2 separate regions of the Mus musculus genome follow, and region 1 is linked to region 2. Evidence: chromatin contacts called from public HiChIP or PLAC-seq data. All regions are on one chromosome and are shown on one strand. Each heading gives the region's core, a stretch centred on a gene start, on an enhancer-like site or on the middle of the called end of the contact. The rest is flanking DNA. Distances are from core to core; before and after follow the strand shown.

Evidence for each region. HiChIP or PLAC-seq counts read pairs in DNA pulled down with a chosen protein or histone mark.
Region 1: an HNF4G HiChIP or PLAC-seq map of pancreatic cancer cells shows a contact between it and region 2. The contact joins two enhancer-like sites. A contact is called at or near these places in 2 of 484 Hi-C or Micro-C datasets (the BV-2 cell line and embryonic fibroblasts) and 2 of 115 datasets of contacts at active chromatin or transcription factors (microglia and pancreatic cancer cells).

Annotation. Positions count from the first base shown.
Region 1 is chr2:113,650,492-113,658,018 of GRCm38.p6, reverse strand. All of the region lies in intron 16 of Fmn1 (formin 1), which reads right to left. Among named protein-coding and RNA genes, the nearest start is that of 4930533B01Rik, 54 kb to the left of the region's middle. Within about 2 kb of position 3,153, at least 51 of the 459 cell types and tissues checked have an H3K27ac peak or open chromatin away from gene starts, as enhancers often do. A contact at or near this core is called in the BV-2 cell line and pancreatic cancer cells, where this site is marked.
Region 2 is chr2:113,392,770-113,399,747 of GRCm38.p6, reverse strand. The region is part of intron 2 of Fmn1 (formin 1); the gene reads right to left. Among named protein-coding and RNA genes, the nearest start is that of Gm13963, 4.5 kb to the right of the region's middle. Within about 2 kb of position 2,252, at least 71 of the 459 cell types and tissues checked have an H3K27ac peak or open chromatin away from gene starts, as enhancers often do. A contact at or near this core is called in the BV-2 cell line and pancreatic cancer cells, where this site is marked.

The DNA of each region.
Region 1 (7,527 bases), core at 1,904-4,403, 260 kb before region 2:
TGTGCATTAATTACGTATTTGCCAACAGCCTTACACACTGTCCCATGTCTGGATATGGCATTGGCCCATCAGAAATCTGACTTAGTTAGATAACTATTCCATGGGACTCCTGAATACTCAGGGTAACATGACTATAAGTAAATGGCTTCCTAGCCCAGAGCCCTAAAAGATATGACCCAGAGTACCTAATGCCCCAGACATAGTGAACCTTACATACTATGCATTCCACGCTTCACGCCATCCACAACGTTACTCTGAGTCCCTGTAAAGAGTCCTCATTTTCCAAACATCAACACTCAGCTTCTAATTCACTTCCTTGCTGATTTCCATTTCTGGTACAAGCTATTTCCTGATTGCACCTCCTCTGCTCCTCAATGAAAACATACTAACGGCATGCTTACTGTGAACCATGAGTGAAATAGAATCTCTCCTTCAAATACATATTTTTGTTTTTGTTTTCTAAAAGGGCCAGATGGAAACATAAAGCAAATGCATAGTATTTCATGTGAAGATAAATATTAAGAAGCTATGTAAAATGGAGAAGAGAGAGAAAGAAACAATTAGGGTTACCAGACAAGCTTCTTTCTATTAGCATTATGTAGGGTGCTGAACTTTATATAGCTATTATATAGGGTGCTGCTGTCATGTTCTGAATTCCTTTACTCTATCAACATTTATATGTTGAGCATAATTTCTGATGTGATATCATGGGGTGGGCTGTGATGTTGTTCAACGCTCATGGGTGAGCTTAGTGCCCTTATTTGTCCCTCTTCACCACATGAGACCACCATTAAGGAGGCGCAGCCTCTGAGGAAGGACAACCTCAGGACATTAGGGACACCTTGTCTTGGATTTTCTAGGGATCACAAGAAATGTTATTTGTTTATAAATTACTCAGGCTAAGGTCTTCTCTTATAAGTAAACCAAACTGATTAAGATACTTAGCTGTCTCTGACATATCTAAGAAAAGACTGGAATGTAGTAGAGGACGGGGTCCTGTGGATGTCTTGGGAAAGTTCTCTCTGGACAGAAGAGGACCCAGCAGGAGGTCCCATAACAGACCAGGGAGCATGAGGAGATAGGAGAGGGCAGAGACCTAGGCAAGGAGGGGAAGGGAGTGAAAGCTGAGGACAGCTGTGGTGTAGGCAGGGCTTGCAGGTTTTACCAGACTCTGAATCTTAGGATTAAAAAGATGACTTGCCAGAGGACTCTAGAAAATGAGTAACAATCTGACATGAGTTTTTAAAGATGGGCAGGACAAGTGCATTTGAGAAAGGGTGGTGCTAGAGCCGGTGTGATAATAGAAACAATAACAGACTGGCTGTGGTGGGAGAGAGAGAAAAGTTAAAGACTTTCCAAGACTTCAGCTTTAGCGTTTCAAGGAAGGGCACTTCCACTTCTGAGCAGATGACAGATGGCAGCCCAAAGGGTGAAGTGAGGAAGTCAGAGTTTGGTTTGGGATGCCGAGTTTGAGGTATTTAATTGGCAGTTGGATATACAAACCTGGGTTTCCTAGAGATGTATGCGTTAGAGATATAAATTTGATAGTCACTGAAATAAAGGCCACAAAGGGATGTGCTGGCAGGTGAGCCAAGCTAGACAGAGCTCTGGGAGAAAGCCCAGAAGCTCTGCCTCGTTTCCAGATTAAAAAGACGGACAGCCAGAGGACAAGTAAGCATGGTGCCAGCCTTGAGCTGAGGGAAACTATTCTAATGCCTGAGGTGGTCACTGAGAGCAAACACTGCTCACAAGCTGGGTAAGACTTATGGCAGCTGTGTAGTCCCTGAGACAAGCATTCACATCGTTTTTTTTCCTTTAGGCCTTAGACAATCTAAATGCTGAATTAGCAAATCAAAAGTAATAGTTGCCAGTCACAGAGAACAGGATGTCCTCTCTGTTGATGCCCTGCCCCATGAGCAGATGGCTTCATCAGGGCAGACTAGGAGGAAGAAGGTAACCACTATGCCACGTGCTCTTGCCTCATCAGAGTGACACTGTCCAAGCGACACTTCCAGGCTGAAAAACTTCAGAGTTTTTAGGAATCTAAGGTGAAGGGTTGGGGAAGAAATGAAAACCAACAGAAAAGCAATGGGGGGGGGGGGGGCGATGAGGAGGAGAGGGAGGGAGTTTGAACACACCAGACTGTCCAGAGTGACAGAAATCCAAACTGAAAAACTATGAAGAGTAAAACACAGGGAACTGAAAACAAAGGGGAAGGGGGAGAAAGGAGGAGGGGGAAGGAAAGGGAGAGGGAGAGGAGAGAGGGGAACGGGGAAAGGGAGAGAGGAAGAGAGGGAGAGAGGGGGAGAGGGGGAGAAGGGGAGAGGGAGGAGACTAAGAAAAGAGGAGACTGTGAGGGGGGAAAGAGATGACTGAAGTAATGGAGAAAAGAATCACAGGAAGGCAAGAAGACAGGAACCCAAGCAAGCCTGATATCTACGGGTGCCTGCAGGAGGAGCAAGGGTGAGACAGCAGGGCAGCTTGCACTGACAAGAGCCAGAGCTGCAGGAAGCCTGAGTTCTGAGGAGACAGGGGCAGTTAGGGAGAATCCCCCATAAAGCCTCCGTGAATCAGAAGAAACAAGACCAGTGCCCACATTGAAATGCTCAGGTGACAAGAATGACAGCAGCCCTGAGGTGACAAGTCTCTAGACTGCCCCACTCTTCCCCAGGCTACCGCAATATCCAAGGCCCTTAAAGTGAGAAACAAAACAAACCGTTGTTAGCTAGATGACCGGCCCTATTAATATTTGGATAATTAAGGGAAGATATCCTCTATGTATTTTCAAAAAAAATAATAACCCTCTTTTGTGGGAAGGAGTCCATTTTCTGCTTGCTAAGACTTCGTTTAGTAAGGAAAGAGAAATCAAGGCAACAGGGTCTGAATTATTATTTTTCCAAATGAGTGGAAGGGCAGCGGCTGCTGCTGCCAAAGCTGCTTTGAACAATAGATTTTTGACACGGAGACTGAAATCTAAACAGCATGAAGAGATCTCGAAAGCTGAGCCGTCCCCATTATCTCATGCTTGTGCGACTACAGTCCAAAAATTGAGTGATGAGTCCCCATTTGTGCAAGCAGCCGAGCGGTCCAAGGCCTGAGAAGGGTGCTGATTGCCCATCTGCTTGTTTATACAGCCCGGAGACGGTGACTGGACAAACAGCTCATTTCCCTTGGAACTGGACCAAACCAGGGTGTGTGTAGTGGGTGAGGGGTGCTGCATATGTGACAAGAGGAAAGGGAAGATGTCTCATGGGAAAGGGCCTTGAGATCAAAGCTTTCGACCAGCAAGCCAAGCAGAGATTGGTGCAAGCAGCTGGCCTCCCACAAAGGCTTCCTTTCCACAGCTTTTGGCATCCTAGTCACCCACCCTGCCACTCAGGCACAGAGCTGGACCTCCACTCCAAGTCAGGCCATTTCCAGATATTCAGATGAACGAGTCAAAATGGCAAGTGTCAACACCATGCCAGCCTCCTGGTTTTGGCAGCGAGACTGATTCTGTTTCAGTGAGTTTCTGGCCTGTTTTAGACTTGAGTTGCACCTTACTGTCTTTTGCTACACTGTACAACAGTTTACATTTCTATTGCTCCTTAACAGAAGACAGTAGCCTACCTGAGGATGAGGACTTGAAGCCCCTCAAACTCCACAGCAGAGACCTTCCCAAGCGAAGGGCCACCGTCCCTGCTTACGGTTACTGACCGGTAACTCTCAAAACTGCTTCTGCTTCCCTACTTACCAACATAAGGAAGTACCTTTCCCTTCACCATGTGCAGAAGTCAGTGACGACTGGCACCTATCAGAGTCCCTGTAATAGGGTTGTGAGGATTTGCTCAAGACTCTATTCCTCTAGTGAGTGGTGACATTATCTGTAAGCCAAGCTTGGGGGGGTGGAGAGGGGAGATTGATGCAGGAGGATCATAAACACAAGGCTGGCCTGGGCTACACAGCAAGACCTTGTGTTTGTCACAAACAAGCCCTGTTCTCCGGAGAGAGGAAAACACATCTATTTCTACTCAAAATTGTTGAGCATGGCAATAATTAGCTCCCTGCTGCCATACAGGACGGGCTAACGCACAGCAGTCTAGCCCTGGAGGAGGATGAAACAAAGCGGGCCCTGGATGATTTGCGTCTAATCATCCAGAACGCATTGCAAGCATACTATGGACAAGCTACTTGATGTCAGGGAGAGCTGTACAAAGAAGACAATACAAACCCGATTTCAGATATTTATCTCTAGGCATCTAGAGAGACACATAGTGGATATAAGGAGACATGTAATAAACTCCATTGAAGAAAGTCTAGCATTGCTTACCTGCTCCACCCGGGCTGGAAAGATCACATCCCTGAGATGTGGAATTGGGTGAGTAGGAGCCTAAGGTCTGCAGAGGAAACTCAGCAATTCGGCAGCCCCCGTCATCCCAGCCTGCTGCCTATATCTACTGTGCCCTTGTCTCTAGCCCGCAGCATGTGTGCTGTGGCTCAGACTCTGCTATTAGAGGAGCTGGTAGCAAGAGGAAATGTTCTTACCAGATCATTATGAGAACAGTGGAGTTATCTGGTCTGAGCAACTTAATGACAGTATACCAATGATAGCAGCAGCATGGTGGATATGTCTGATTTCTGCACATCCCAGTGGTGCACCACTGGCTCAATCCATTTCTTCCCGGACAGGGTCGCTGTGTGCATGGCATTTTGAATCGAGTGTGCAAAGGTATTGTCTTGGGGATTGGCTGTTTTAGCAACCGCTAAGGCACTTATCATTGCTTGGTGGTGGACTGGACGGCACCTATGTGAGAGATGTACAAAACAGCACAGGCCCACAGTCTCCCAGTCCCAGAGAGGGAAGAGCAACCTCACACTGAGGAATTATGGAGGGCGGCTGGAAGGCTGGAGAAGATGCTTGAGAGGAGAAGCATGGTCAGGGCACCTATATGAGGGATGTACAAAACAGCACAGGTCCACAATCTCCCAGTCCCAGAGAGGAAAGAGCAACCACACACTGAGGAATTCTGGACAAGAAAAAAAAAAAAAAAAAGGAATACCAGAAAGAAGGAGACCTCAGTGCATTAAGCCCAAACAGCTTGTGAGATAGTTATCCAAAGAAGGAAATGTGCCCCAGCACTGCTGTCTCTAGTCTTTGGAAGGTAGACGCAGAAAGTCACACAATGTAAAATTTTCTTGTTATACAAAACTGTGGCTCAAAGACAGATTTACACACAGGAATAAACTCTTAATACAAACCAACAGTGGCCATGTATCAGTTCATGTACCCACTGGCTTTCTTCAGGTCCTTATGTAGTACTTTAGATCGGTGGTTCTCAATCTGTGGGTCATGACCCCTTTGAGGATGACATATCAGATATATATATTAAAATTCCTAACAGTAGCAAAATTACAGCTATGAGATAGCCACAAAACTTATTTTATGGTTGGAGGGGTCACCATACCATGAGGAACTATATTAAAGGGTCCCCGCAGATTTAGGAAGTCTGGGGACCATTTCTGTAGATGTTTTGTTTGTCCCACCCCCATCTCCTGGCAATGTTCTGATCTTTCCTTTATACTGTCACAGACTGGAGCAAACAAGAGCCACATTTATATTATATTGTCACAGACTGGAGCAAACAAGAGCCACATTTTGTAGCTCACTTATATTTAGGTGTCTCTTGGATGCTGTCCACTCAATACTTTTGAGAAATAAATGTAACACAGAGATATATGGTATTTTAATATCAGCGAATATGTGGTGTGATCCTGGAGGAGAGGCCCCACAAGGGGGTAAATTCATCATTTTAAATTAAGACAGGTGCTGTGTTAACCTCACACACCTGGAACATGTAATCAGAATCCATGAACTTTAATATAAATTCCACATCCTGGTTACTTATCTATATTTTCAGGAACAGTAAATTGATATATGAAGTAAAAATTGAGAATTTTTCCAACATGGATTTGAAAATGGCCCTTAACTCTCTCTGCACACTCTACTGGCTCCATTCCAATCGGAGAGAGCGTCTGAGAGCCTGTGGGCAGCAGTATAATCTGCTGGGATTATTTTCTGATCTCTCACAGCTTACAAAAAACAATGTTATCTACAAGACTCACAGGGAGAACAAATTTAAGTACAAATGACACATTCAGTCCCACATGATCATAATTTCCTGCTATGTCTACAAAAACTATTCGTAAGTCTATGTCTAAATTCTCTTTACCCTTTGGGGGAAAAGCCCTCAATTCTATGGATTTATATTTCAGTTCAACCATGCCAATTCCTGATGGTTTCTGCCTTTCTAGGATGGAATGTAGCCTTGGTCCTCAGCTGTCAGAATGGCCATCAACAATTGTCCATACAGGGACCACAGAGGTCACAACACCGCCCCCCCCAAAGGTTTGATCCAAGGAAGAGTATAAGAAATAGCTAATGAAGTTCTCACTTTGTCCCCTAAAGGGTACTAATATCATAGATAATAGCTTATCAACTCTAAATAAATTATTATTGAAAAATGTAAAAATATTTAAATTCAGGATTTAATTTGAGAAGTGCTTGTCATGAGTTTATAGATTAAACATGTTTATTTAGTATCTCACGTCTATACTTGGAAAGATAACTCCAGGCTTCTTTCCTCCCTCCTTACCCTTCACCCCTCCCTCCCCACCTTCCAGACATTGAATTATATTAAAACAAGAGTTTTTGCACACTTGTAGGGAAGGGCCTACAAGAGTAGTTTAAGGCCATTTGTCCCTGGGAAAGGATGGGAAGGAGTGTTTATTACATCAGGTGCAGAAGTACAGAAGTCTCGGAGGACTGATTTCCTAGGATTCCAACTGCAAGGACAGTGTCTCAGAAGTGTGACAGAAACTCTGGCATATGGGACTTAATGTCCCGGCAAATACATTCTCGCTGACGATGATGGTTCTTATGTGTAAAAATAGTCACAAACATATGAGTCACTTTGTAGCACTGGGTGTGTGAAGCTAAGATTTATGGTTGTGTGTTTGCCCCATGTAGAAACAGAGAAACAAAGAGTTCCCTTCAGATTGACGAGAAAGATAAAGTACCCCTCCCTGGAAATAACATTGTTGTTGTTGTTGTTTTTTTTTTTTTTTTTTTTTCTGAAGAAGTTCTAAGGACCAGAACACACTTTCCTTCAATTATTTATTGATCATTAAAGATCTTTTCCCAAGGCAATTACAGATTGTAGCCTTTGTAAGCCTGGATGGACAAAGTACAGGTCAGAACCTACAAGTTAACAGTCCTGCTCTCAAGAGATGGCTATCTGAGGAGTGGCCATTGGGAAAGCTTGCCTCCATGATGACCACCTTCTCTGCATGCCTGCTGATCTCTTAATTAGAGACCGTGAGTGCTCCATTTCAGGATGTTGAAAATGGGTTGGCTTACAACTTGGTTTATCAAAAGTACATAATGTCTTATTTTTTTATTTTTTATTCTTTTAAAAAAAGGTTGGCCACTTTTGTTTTCTACCACAAGCAAAAGCTATTTGCTTTGGGAAAAGTAGGATAGCCAGAGAC
Region 2 (6,978 bases), core at 1,003-3,502:
CTGGGATCTCTTTAAAGCTCTTCTCCGACCCTAATATGCAGTCACGGTTGAGAATCCCTGGAGAGGAGACCCTTTCTGACTGCTGTGATGTCACTACAGCTATCTTATCACCTAATGATGAAATGATGTACGTTCTCCTAGAACAGGAATCTGAGGAGCTTGTGATGCTCTTAAGAAACCTGACCACAAACTATGGAAGGAGAAAGACTATAAAATCAGTCAGACCCAAGACACAACAGCAGTCCGTTATCCATTCATTACTTCTTCTCACAGAGTAATTCAATATCAAACGAAATACCTTGAAATCCTATGTGCTGCTCTCTGCTGAGGCTTTAATGTGGAACTAGAGGCAACTCAGTGCAGTATATCATCCAGAAAACACACAACATCGCCCAGGCCCGCTTCCGTCATCATGATTTTCAGAGAATTTAAATGGTGGAGTTTCTCTATCCCACTCCTCTGTCTGGAACTGCCTGACACGTCATCAATGACAGTACAGCCAGAGAGGACACGGCACTCGCAGGTGTAGAAGACCAACACCCACTCCAACTTGTATTTGCTCCAAGTGTTCAGCTTAAGAGGGTCCCCTCTTTAAGCCCAAGCTTACTATGCATACACTGGTGCAATTTCCCAAAAGCACTCTTGAAAGGTTTAGTGATAATACATAGAAAGCTCCAGCAGATGGCAGGCTGTGTATAAGTGTCAACTCACATCATTTGGTTAAAATAATTTTGTCTTAAAATCTTATCTTGAAGACGGGTGCCACTGGGAAGGAAGATAGACTCCTCACGAACCATAAGCACTGACTAGGGCAACACAAGTGAAGAGTTACCCAGAGGAAGCATCCAGCCGTGTTTACAAATTGTAATGTCCGGGGTTCAAATATGCAATTCTCAAAATTTGATATCTCAACTGCTGCTTTAAAGGGTGAGTTTTGTATGGTGACCGCTTTGTAGAATCATCCACCATTTGAGTGCTGAAGGCTTCCATACCTCCACACAGAGTTATTTAGTCGCAGATTCATTAATATTAGATGCTTAACTGCCTAACTCCCGAGCAGGGGAAGTGACTTATTTACATAGCCTGTAGGGAAAAAAAAATGCCAAATTGCTTTCTAAACTATCTCTTTTATGGACTCCTTTTTTGTGGTTGAAAGGGATTTTCTTTTAAAAGTCACTAAGTTGAGGCTGCAGTTGCTCAGTGAGATGATGGTAGCGATGTGGACCTTGTAATATAGTTGTGAAAATCTGATGAGATTCAGTGGATGAAAGGGCTCTGCCAGTGACAAAATACTGGGTGAACGAACGTGACACTTAAATAGCCTGCTTCCCACTGCAGGTACCACAGCTGTTGGCTTCAAGGGTTACCCTGGGTCATGTGGAGGCGTCTTCCCATGAGACATGGTTTGTTACTAAGCATCATGTGAGGACACGCGGGAAGTTCTTTTAGATTTCAGAGGAAGAGATAGGCAATAACCAAGGGCACATGATTGTACAGAAAGTGGGATTCCAAGCCTTCATGGACAGGAAAGCGCTAAGCAGACAGGAATCAGAAGAGAATGGTGGACTGGCAATTCAGGAGAACAGGATGCAGTGCAGAAAGGAGAGGAGCCCGGGGCCGAGTGTTTGTGCAGGAAATAGATGTAAGACGGAACTTGGAAAGGAAGGTCAGTGTAGATAGATGAAAAAGACAGGCCATCCTTGTCCACTCTCCATATTACCTCCAAACTTACTGACCAAGTTCCACTGATTTAGTTGAGTGGCCTTAATATTTCTACGTATCCTTCAATAGACCAGGGAGAAAAGGGATGAAGAATTGAGAAACAGGCAGGAAAGAGGAAGCTGTAAAGCTTGGCAACGTGCCCAGAGTGGAACCGACTCAGCCGACAGGAAGAGGAGGCAATAAAAGAGCAGTGTAGGCTGCAGGCAGGTTGGAGCAGAAACCAGGGAAAGAGGGCAGGGAGAGACAAATTACTGTAACAGCTAAATTGCAGGGCCATGAAACTTGAAGGATTCTGGATCCCACTTCCTGGTGAGTCTTCTGGCTTTGAAACCTTGGGAAGGAAAACTGATACTCATAAATAACTACGGCAGGAAAACTGCATACTGGAAGGAGTGTTCGTGTTGATTAAAGGCAAGGGGGTTTCTTGACAAAGAAAGAACTGTGGCTGGCTGGAGCTGCCGAGAATTTGCAAGATGCTATCATGGCTATATGTGGGAGTTAGAGAAAACTACAAGGCAAATGCTGCAGGAAGCCATGAGCACCTGCTGTTATCCAGGCACTGTGTTGGGAGTCTGCTGCTATCCAGGCACTGTGTTGGCAGTCAGAGAGGGGAAAAATGAGACAGGGTCTGGTGGACAATAGCAAGGAGGGGTTTTACATCTTATATCCAACAGAGAAGATAAGGCCAGACCTGCTTCCTTCAGGACCTTTTTCTCAAAAAAGATCAAATCATTATCCAACCACAGATTTCCTTTCCCATTAGTTTTCAGAAGCCATGTTTAATACTACCCAGATTCAGCACGTACCTTAAGGACCTGCAACAAACTAGAGTCTGTCTACACAGAACATCTGTTTCACTGCAGTGTCAAGAAATGGATCAAGAATCCACCTGCCTCTGCCTCCCAAGTGCTGGGATTAAAGGCGTGCACCACCAGAGGCAGGCAGATTTCTGAGTTCAAGGCCAGCCTGGTCTACAGAGTGAGTTCCAGGACAGAGTGAGAAACCCTGTCTCGAAAAACCAAAAAGAAAAAAAAAAAAAAAAAGAAAAGAAAAGGAAAGAAATGGATCAGGACAACAATGGAGCAGGAGGCTGAAGAAATAGCTCAGTTAGTTAGGCGCTTACTGTGCAAGCATTAGACCCTAGATTCAGTCCCTAGAACCACATAGGAATGGCAGCAGTATGCACTTGTAACCTTCATGCTGGGGAACCCCTGGGGCTCTCTGACCATCTAATCTACTTAGGCACTGCAGGCCAAAACATAGACTCTCTCAAGAAACAATGTAGGTAGCAGCAGAAGGTAACATCCACCTCCCTCGCAGACATGCATGCATGCATATGTTCACTATTAATTAAATGAAATCCAAGAACATCTTTCTTCATGAAGTAAAAGCTAAATGAAAAACTTAAAAGAAAAACAAACCAAGGCTTCCAGTGTATTAAAGGGACTTGACCAAAGTTAACCTACAATACAAATATTCTCAAATCACACCCAGCGCCATTCCAACTGAAGTTCCTTCCTGAGATAATAAAACCTCCTCTTTTAGCGATGCTAAATATGACATTTCATTCCATGTAAGTCTAAAGAACTCGTATCAGTACAAGAGAGAGGGGCCTGTAAGGACATGCCTGTGTTTCTGAGGGAGCTCATAGCCTTGGTCACTCAGCAGACAGGCAGGGGTGGGGAGGGAATGGTGAGGAGGAAGAGTAGGAAAAGTCGAGAAAAGAGAATGAATGGGACCGGAAGGGAGGGAAGAAGGAGGGCAAGAGAGACAGAGTCAGATGCACAGGATAAGAAAGCACGCAGATAATAGTAGAAGGCCCGGATCATCAAGAGACAGAGAGAAAGGCCAGTTAGGGTAGAGGAGAAGCAGGGATAAATTAAGAGAAAGAGGAAACAGGAGAGGGTGCAAGAGAAATGGCATGGGGAAGCAGAAAATAAGCAACGTATCCTTCATAAAAGAAGGAGGAAGAGAAAGAGTAGGAAAAGGAGGGAAGGAGGAGGGAGAGGAGGAGGAGAATTGTAATAAGAAAAACAAAAGCAATGCCACAATTCCTAACAAGACACCAATCAACTTATGTTTGCCCATGGCTACTGGTTCTGACTCTGGTCTGCTGATTCCCAAAGGATCGCCACAATTCACTGGCTGTCCATTCATTACTCAGCAGAATCACTGTCTCTAAAAGAAGAATGTGTGTTCATGTGACACTTCAAAGTCCATTTTTTAAAAGCCTCATGGGAGCCACCACAGGCACTATACAGAGGATGAGCCATCATGGTGTTTTGCATAAAGACATATTTTAAAGCTCCATCTGCATAACTGTCAGTGAAGACAGCAATTAGGTGACAACACCGTGTGATTAGCTTCCAGAAATTAGAGGTGAGAATTAAAATCACGCAGTGAAATCTACAAACTCCAGGTCATAAAAACCTACTTTAAATACAACTAATGTGTCATTTAAATAAAAAAATAAGATAAATAAACCAAATTGAGTTGTAGTAAAGCAAACCTGGGGCCTGAGTGGCAGAGAGACCAACTGATGGCAGCAGGGCTCATAAATGCTGCCCCCCCACACACACACACACACTCATTCAGTAAGATATTGCTTACTTCTAAGGTGCCTTTTAAACTGACACTTGTTTTTCTAGAATTTTCTGATGTCTACGCCATGGCATGCACCTTACCCTCACATATATGACCTCAGAGAGCTGCACACCTTCTTCTGCAGTGGATGTGAATTTTTTCTACTTCAGAGGAGACCAGAGCTTTGAGGTATGTGGAGGGAACTCAGCTATACAGTGGGTATTGGCAAAGCCAGGGTAGCGTTCCAGATCTGGCACATTTTGTAAAATACTAGACTTCCTGAGTTGTTCAGACCTCTGGCTACAAAGAAGTTGACTGGCGCCTAGAAAGTAGGAGGCTGGAATGTAAATATTAGGTACTTATTCATTCATAAGCATTTCAACTATTTCACAACAGAGAATGGAGTACTGTTATGGACTGAACTTTCTTCCCCTAAATTCCTATGTTGAAGCCCTTGTCCCTCAGAATCAGTGAATAGTGGGGTTACAATGAAGTCTTTACAGTGTTCCCGAAGCCAAACTGACTAGTGTTCTTGACAGAAAAAGAATATTGGGACTCATAGTCCCCAGGTACTCAAGTCCACAGAGGGATAGTCACCTCACCAGGCAGTTGTCCACAGTCTACGGGAGGGACCGGAGTTTTAATGGTTAGGGTCAGTGCCCTAAGAAGCCATAATTGGGTACTGATCCTCAGTACACTAATCAAAAGAGCCAATGTGACCCAATGAAAAGAGGGACTGGGAGATCCAGCGATTCCCCCAAGCCTATCCTTGGAGTCCTGGCCTAAGGTACACATAGCTCAGCAATTCATCCAGGTCAGGTTATAGCCCCACCCCCAATCCCCATCTATTTCTAGGCTCTGGGATCCTGCAAGACTGGCTGACAATCCAGTGGTGTATAAGTCTCCATCTCTTTCCTTTTCAGATTTATTTATTTATGTATTTTCTGTGTTTGAATATATCTGCATGTCAAAAGAGGGCATCCAATCCCATTATACATGGTTGAGGGCCATCATGTGGATGATGGTAATTGAACTCAGGACCTCTGGAAGAGCAACCAGTGCTCTTGACTGCTGAGTCCCCAAATCTTTTTTCTAGCAGCAAGCTCCCTCTCTGGCTGGAGCTAGGATTGAAATTTCTGAGACTCCCTGTGATTCTTGGCATATCTTTTTTGTTTTGTTTTGTTTTTTGGGGTTTTTTGTTTGTTTGTTTGTTTGTTTGTTTGTTTTTTGAGACAGCATTTCTCTATATAGCCATGGCTGTTCTGGAACTCACTTTGTAGACCAGGTTGGCCTCGAACTCAGAAATGCGCCTGCCTCTGCCTCCCAAGTGCTGGGATTAAAGGTGTGCCACCCCCCAACCCCCCCAGCCCCCCCCAAACCCTCCCCTCGGCTTCTTGGCATTTCTTGATTTAACAATTCAATTGCCAAACTGAGGGACACAATGTCTCTTCAGAATATCCTCCTTCCTTTCAGGTACGTGGGTTACAAAAGGAACCTCCCCTGCTGGCTTCATGATCTCCAACTTACAGCCTCTAGAACAGCAAGGACATAACATTTCTGTGGTTTCAGCCACCCAGTGTATGGTATTGTCACAGAGTGTCATGGCAGCTCTAGCAAACTCATACAAGTACTTACTGTGGGGCACACACTGCACTTAAGCTGTAAATGTCCTATGATCAAAATACATTGTATAAATGAATGAAATTTTAAAAGAATAAATAAAATATTAATTAAAAAAAAAAAACAAGTGCCAGAGTAAATAAGCTAGAGGTTATACTGTCAAGAGTTCATGATCTTGTAGGAGCCCCACAAAAGCAGCTTACAGCTGCCTGTAACTTCCGTTGCATGGGATCAGCCATCCTCTTCTGGCTGTCAGGGGCATGCTTGACATATACACAAATGCACACAAGTAAATAATGGTGTAAATACAAGCAATCATGATAAAACACGTTAAGTGCTACAGAGGGACAACTGTAGAGTACTCTGTGCACACCGGAAGACCATGCAGGCTAACACGGGGATAAGTATGAGATGTGGCTTCTGGAAAAACATTTTTGACTCAACTCTCTTCAATCCTCTGTGCCAGTCATTTGAGGTCAGTCTACTGACGTTTTCTCTTTCTTATTTATTATAGCCACTTATATCATTAAGCAACTCACTGCATTCAGAAGACTGCTGAACGCTCAAATGTGGCTACACATATGGAAATATGTACATACTCTGCAAAAACCAAGCATTTAAATCCAGATGTGCCATATACACAACCACGGGACTACAGAGGCCAAAGCAGGAGGATTCTGAGTTCAAGTCCAGCCTAGGCTACATAGCAAGACACTGCATTTAAAAGGCAACCAACCAATCAACTAACAACCAATACGTGTTTTAAATATTTAAAACATATTTTAAATGCTTAGGTACGAACATAAGCATCATGAAATTGTTTAGAAATGTTAATATATGAAAGCAAATGTCAGCATATGAGAACAAAGGTCAACAAAAGCTAAGAATGCAGCAGAAAGCTTTTAAACATTACAGTGAGCCCAAATCTATAACATGTATAAACCTTGATTTTTAAGGGATTCTGATGTCAATAAAACACTGAGCTTTGGTTTTTATAAGATAGATGTGCATTTTAAACCATAAGTTATTAAGTGGTATTTATTCTTAAAAGAA